2 separate regions of the Sus scrofa genome follow, and region 2 is linked to region 1. A link is a contact called in public HiChIP or PLAC-seq data. All regions are on one chromosome and are shown on one strand. The core of a region is the stretch at or near the end of the contact, and the rest is flanking DNA. Distances in the headings are between cores, read along the strand shown.

Region 1 (3,154 bases), core at 50-2,549:
TCTACTGTGATGCTTCAGAGAGCTTGTGAGGGGAACTGATTGGTACCCATGAGTTTCATGGTCTCCATCTGCAAGCCCAGCCCAGGTGTGCTCGTTCCAGGGCCTGAAAAGTCTTTCAGTGATTTCTTGTGGTTCTTAGGACAAGGCGGACTCCTGAGTGTGTCCCTTGGCTGGCTTTCAGGCTCCTGTCCTGTCTTGCTTCCCCTCACTCCCTTTGTCCAGACACAATGACTTTTCAGTTGCCCCAAGCTCTTCTCTTAGCCTGAGATGCTCGTTTCTGCTCTTCTCCGCTGTGTAAGTTCTGCTCACCTTTCTTTTTCTTTTTTCTTTTTTTTTTTTTTTTGTCTTTTTGCCATTTCTTGGGCCACTCCTGCGGCATATGGAGGTTCCCAGGCTAGGGGTCGAATCAGAGCTGTAGCTGCCAGCCTACGCCAGAGCCACAGCAACGCAAGATCCGAGCCGCGTCTGCAACCTACACCACAGCTCACGGCAACGCGGATGTTAACCCACTGAGCAAGGGCAGGGATCAAACCCACAACTCATGGTTCCTAGTCGGATTCGATAACCACTGTGCCACGACAGGAACTCCTGCTCACCTTTCTGATCTCAGCGCAAGTGCCGTTTCTTCAGAGAAGACTTTCCTGATCTGTCTGGCTTATCAGATCTCATTGTGTAGTTTGTATAGCATTTTATATCTCTTCTTAACATTGGTCACCATTGCACTTTGCATGTATGTGTAATGATTTGATCACTATCTGTTGCTCTGTGAAAGCAGGGACTGTGTCTTGTTTGGCCTTGTGCTTGGCCGTGGAGGCACTCAATAAATGTAATGAGTGAATGAATGAGGGCCCTTGATTGGTTATAAAGAGGAATCATTGCATAACTGGCATTTTCTTTTCTCCTTGGATGGGGTTTGGCTTTTTATCAGCAAGTATTTATTGCGCTTCTATGAAGCAGAGAGTATTGTTGTTTGCCTTTATATATATTTGTAATAGTCCCATGGCATGTGGAATACGAATACCCTGCTGTGAGTCTTAGGAAGACAAATGAGGTGTAGAGAAGAGGTCGATCTTCTTCATCTTCCTTATGAAACATGCCAGAGTAAGATAAGTAACCAGAGACCAGCAAGCATAGAATGAAATCACTTCCAAAAATAACACAGAAGACAAGTTAGTGATGAAGCTCAGAGTGATGGAGGGAGCGTTATCAACCGTTTCCTCTTCCTCCGCCACTTTGTGCGTTTTTGTCAAGAATTTCTCTGTTCTAGACAAGTGCAGTCTGACCTGGTGACTCACCGCAGGTGGTACAGAGTCAGCATTACATAATACATCGCAGGCAGCCAGTGTAAGCTGGTGTAAGGGTCTGTCTCCAGGAGAGAGGGAGGGAAGCCCTTCTACAGCAGGGCGCTGGAGAGGGTCAGCATCTGCAGGCCTGGGGCCCAGACAAAGGGAGCAGGCGTCTCATTCCCCTTCTGCAGCCGAAGCTGGTTTAGAGACAGGCCCTGTTTTCACCACTCATCTGTGTGGACAGCATTTCCTTGACCGAATGGTTGTGTAACAGGAAAAGTGATTCAAGGGGAATTTAAGGCAGCAGGCTTGTTTACCAAATATTAACTTTGGTCCGAGCGCCAAGTCACTGACGTGGGCCATATGCAGCAACACAGTTTCGTTGGCCACAGCAGGCGCTGTGCACACCAACCTCCGGGAGGGCTCCTGGGAAGGAGGTTTGGCCTGTACAAAGAGCCAGGAATGAAGGCTGAGCCTGAAACCGTCCCCGATGGGCAGTGGAGCAAGAGTGAAGGACTCACTTTATAAACGCCTGATGCCTGTTGAATGGTATGTGTGTCTTACTGGAGAAATACCATGCATCTTAACAGCATTTTTTGTGGAGAACATGCTGTTTTGTTGACTGCTAAACCAGAAGCTTAAGAAAACACACACACGCTCTTATTTATCCCAGATGTCTACTGGAAACCCAGTGTACTAAACTGGGGAGCCTATTTAATGCCCGGAAAGGTATTTGTCATTTGGACTTGATTTACAGGGATGGTAGTAGACTCTATCCTCACACTTCACATTTATTAAACATTTTGCAGATTATAAAATTGGTTGTTGATATAGTTAAAAAAAATCCCAAATCCGAGTTCCCATCATGGCGCAGCAGAAATGAATCCAACTAGGAACCATGAGGTTGTAGGTTCGATCCCTGGCCTCGCTCAGTGGTTGGGGATCGAGCATCGCCATGAGCTGTGGTATAGGTCACAGATGCAGCTTGGATCTGGTGTTGCTGTGGCTGTGGTGTAGGCTGGCAGCTGTAGCTCTGGTTGGACCTCTAGGCTGGGAACTTCCATGTGCCGCAGGTGTGGCCCTAAAAAAAAAAATCCCAAATCATTGATGATTCAGCCCAAGATTGAAACTCTTTTAAGAGATGTGAAGTAAGAAGTGAACCAAGGTAATTAGGAGTTTTTAAGATGTAATGGAAATGTGGAGTTGTGATCATTTTAGAATCAAAAGGTCAGTCATGGATTTTGAAACACAAGATAATGGGTAGAAAATGGTCATTTGTTGCTTTTGGCTGTTCACCATCAATGCTCTTTGACAGCATCCTGATTTCATTGGAGGGAACTGTCCTTCCCTGGTGTGTGTGTGTGGTCCTGATGGGGCAGAAGACACATCCCTTCCTCTAAGGAACCTGAAAGGAACCCATCCTCCCTCTTTCTGATCTGGGCTCAACTAATCAGACTCACTGTCATAGGAATTGGAATCTTGAGCAAGTGCTGAAACAACACGAGAAATGGACAGTCATCACAGGGACCAGGGACAGTGGCCAATCAACCCACCTTCATGGGTTGTAGCTCTTTTTGCATCTGGTCTCTGGGTTCCCTTGGTTCCGTCAATTTTAATGGTTTAATGCCTCCAGTCTCCTGTTGATTCTCTGAGCCCTTATGTCCTTCCACAAATTCCTTTGGCTTAATATGGTCAGCGTCGATGACTAGTATACAAATGGTAAATTAGGATGAAGAAGGCTCGAGGTGGCATCACGTTAAAAACACATTCAGGGCAGGAAAAGGCAGGGCGGGGGCAACTCAGGGCCAAAGTCAGAGGATGTTTCTGGGTCAGGAATCCAGGAGGCTTCGAGAAAGGACAGGTGTGAA
Region 2 (3,109 bases), core at 192-2,691, 140 kb after region 1:
CTCGTACAGGATGTAAGATGCGAGCTTCAGCTGTTTGAAAAATGCCGCGTGTGGCCCCCTTTGTCCTCCACGCTGAATCCAGGACTGTCCCCACAGCCCCACGCTCTCACTGCAAGATTTCCCCTCAGACTCCGCCTGTGCAGTGACCTGGGCAAACAGGAGCTATTTGTTCTGCATGTCTGAGCACTGAGTTTGCTCTAGGAAAAAGGTCTGTGCTTTTCCGTGGCAGATAAAGGATGTCTCCTACTTTCCCCTCAGGGACTTGGTGGGTTCAGCCCCCTGACCTTTGCCAAAAGCCAGACCTAGCTGCCAACCCCTGTGAGTTCTGGAACCTGCAGGGCCCAATTAAGACTTTTGCGGTCCTTTCCTCCACTGAAAAAATATTGTAAATGTTATTTGGTGACTCTGCTGGCATAAAGATTAGTATAATCCTGGGTGGATTCATTGCTATATATTCATTAAAATCTGTTTTTTGGGAGTTCCCATTGTGGCTCAGCGGTAACAAACCTGACTAGTATCCATAAGGATGTGGGTTCAATCCCTGGCCTTGCTCAGTGGGTTAAAGGATCCGGCACTGCTTGGCTGTGGCCCAGGCTGCAGCTCCGATTTGACCCCTGGCCTGGGAACATCCATATGCCACAGGTGTGGTCCTAAAAAGCAATAAATAAATAAAAATTTTAAAAGCATATGGACAACAAATTCCAGAAGAGTTATTTTTTTAATGTGGCTTTTTTTTTCTTCTGATTTTAAAAGCAATTAAACCAGTTTTACAAGCCCTGAGAAAAGGCAGGAAGAAGGGACCGCCAACAGCAGCGCTCTGCCACCCTCTGCAGGTTCTGGGAGCAAAGTTATCAAAAGCAAATAAATTCAGATGGGACAGAGTCATGGTCAAGTACAAGCGAGTATTTGTTAAGCAGTTATCGTGTGTGTCGTGCTGAGCCATTTGCAGACACATCTTACTGAGGTTCCTCAGCCTTCCTGTGAGGTGAGCCCCATGTCCACTGATGACTGGTGGCCCCAGCAGTTAGGTTTCATGCCCAAGTTCACCCAAGCAGTCAATGGCACCTGGGGATGTGTGGCCAGCCTCCTGGCTCTTCCCGCCTTTCCCTTCAAGCTTTCTGGTGTGTGTGGACAGGGCGCTGCATCTGCTCCTGCCACCCTGTGAGGCCTCCTTTCCCCACCGTACACTTGACCCTGCATGCAAATAAAAATAAACACCACTGTCCAAGAAGGATGAGGTCAGAATCAGAGGTACTGAAAAACTGCCCAAGTGCACGTGCCTTTGTACGTTCAGAGATTGGAAGGGTGTCGACATCCCTCTAAAAGATTTCTGATGGCCACGCTGTGTTCCTCTTTCGGTTAAGGTCAGGAGCTGAACATGGTGGCAAAGGGTGAGCCTCCTCCTCACGTGGTCCCGTTTTGCAGTGCTGGATTGTGACAGTGGCGCTTGCACAAGCGGAGTCGCCCTCCTCCCCCAGAGACCACTGCAGATGGAGTCACAGCCAGGCAGTGATTCCAGCTCCACCTCTTCTTCCTCGGCTCCTACCCATTTTGGTCTGAGAGAGGCACTCAGTGGGTGAGAGGAGGTATGACAATTTGCATTTATACAGGATCCCAGCTTTAAGTTAATTAATCAAAACACTTAGCTACCCTGACAAATCCTTCCCTGACAGCCAGAAAGCTAATCCCTGGTGTGCCTGGTTTGCAAGAATGACTTGGGTGGCCACAGAATCTTGCTGCCAGTCTCCTAAGCCTCACAGCCTGTCACCTGAGGAAATCATCTCAGTGGGAAGACTCATCCGCTTATTCCAGCAAAGTGATTTTCCTTTCCGATTTTCCTCCCTCCCACCCACCTCTGTACTCACTCCCCAAGCAGAAACAGGATGAGGGAAAAAGGGAAAAAAGGGAGTTCCCACTGTGGCTCACCAGTAATGAACCCAACTGCTATCCATGAGGACGCGAGTTCAGTCCCTGGCCCCGATCAGTGGATTGAGGATCCGGCATTGCCGTGAGCCGTGTTGTAGGCCCCAGACACAGCTTGGATCCTAGGTTGCTGTGGCTGTGGTGTGGAGGCCGGCAGCTGCAGCTCCCCTCCCACCCCTGGCCTGGGTACCTCCATATGCCACAGGAGCGGCCCTAAAAAAAGAAAAGCCAAAAACAGAAAAAAATCCCCCGGAAAAGAGATACTTTTCCCGCAGTAAATGAGAAACCAGGAGAGGATGGGTTGGGTCCCCTAGAGGGCTGAGCCAGGCCCTGAGACAATGCACACACAGCAGGCTGGCGTGTCCCCAGCTGTAGCAGCCTTCAGGCTTCTCACGGCACACTGCGGAAAGCTTCCTGGAAATGATCCAGTGAAGCAAAGGCAGGCCTGAGGCAGACCCTTGAGAAGAGACAGGAAGCTTCAAGAAATGAATAGCCTTGATGAATCCTGGGGTCCGGCTTCAAACTGTTCACCAAGGGTTACCTCAGAGATCTAGTTCAGAGAGGGAGGCCCTTGGGGATGCAGAAATACCCACTTCATAGTCTCCTGGAGGTTTGAGAGATGTGCCAACCAACAAGCAGGTATTTGTTTTATCAGACACACAAAGGGATTATAGAAAATACATTCTTAGTTTCAGCTACTGCATAAAATAAGTGAGGAGCTCCCTGGTGGCTTAGCAGGTTAAGGATACAGCATTGTCACTGCTGTGGCAAGGGTTCAATTCCTGGCCCAGGAACGTCCTCACATGCTGTGGACAAGATTAAAAAAAAAGAAAGAAAGAAAGAAATTAAATGATAGCCATGAGAGACCTCCAAGCCAAAAAAGAAAAAAAAAAAAAAATAGAGCAGAAAAGCCAGAACTAAGGACTTGAATCCCCTCTCAGCTTTCTGCTTCTCAGATTCTTCATGTGAAAAGTGGGGAAATTATAATGCTCATCCGCCAGGGTCCTGCAGAAAGATTACACATGATGGTAAATGGAAGAAAGCGCAAGGTCCACTTAGCCCCTTATCTCTAAACCCCCTAATTCTATGCTGTGGTGGCAGTTTAAAGGCTATGTCCCCAAGGAGTTCCCTTTGTGGCTCAGCGGTTAATAAACCTGACTAGGATCCCTGAGGATACAGGTTCGAT

Evidence for each region. HiChIP or PLAC-seq counts read pairs in DNA pulled down with a chosen protein or histone mark.
Region 2: an H3K27ac HiChIP or PLAC-seq map of alveolar macrophages shows a contact between it and region 1. The contact joins two enhancer-like sites. A contact is called at or near these places in 2 of 47 Hi-C or Micro-C datasets (embryonic fibroblasts and heart right ventricle) and 1 of 2 datasets of contacts at active chromatin or transcription factors (alveolar macrophages).

The regions. Positions count from the first base shown.
Region 1 is chr11:18,904,277-18,907,430 of Sscrofa11.1, forward strand. No RefSeq gene overlaps it. Among named protein-coding and RNA genes, the nearest start is that of CYSLTR2, 110 kb to the right of the region's middle. Within about 2 kb of position 1,300, at least 25 of the 83 cell types and tissues checked have an H3K27ac peak or open chromatin away from gene starts, as enhancers often do. A contact at or near this core is called in alveolar macrophages, where this site is marked.
Region 2 is chr11:19,048,475-19,051,583 of Sscrofa11.1, forward strand. All of the region lies in intron 1 of LOC110255759 (a long non-coding RNA gene), which reads right to left. Among named protein-coding and RNA genes, the nearest start is that of RCBTB2, 32 kb to the right of the region's middle. Within about 2 kb of position 1,442, at least 20 of the 83 cell types and tissues checked have an H3K27ac peak or open chromatin away from gene starts, as enhancers often do. A contact at or near this core is called in alveolar macrophages, where this site is marked.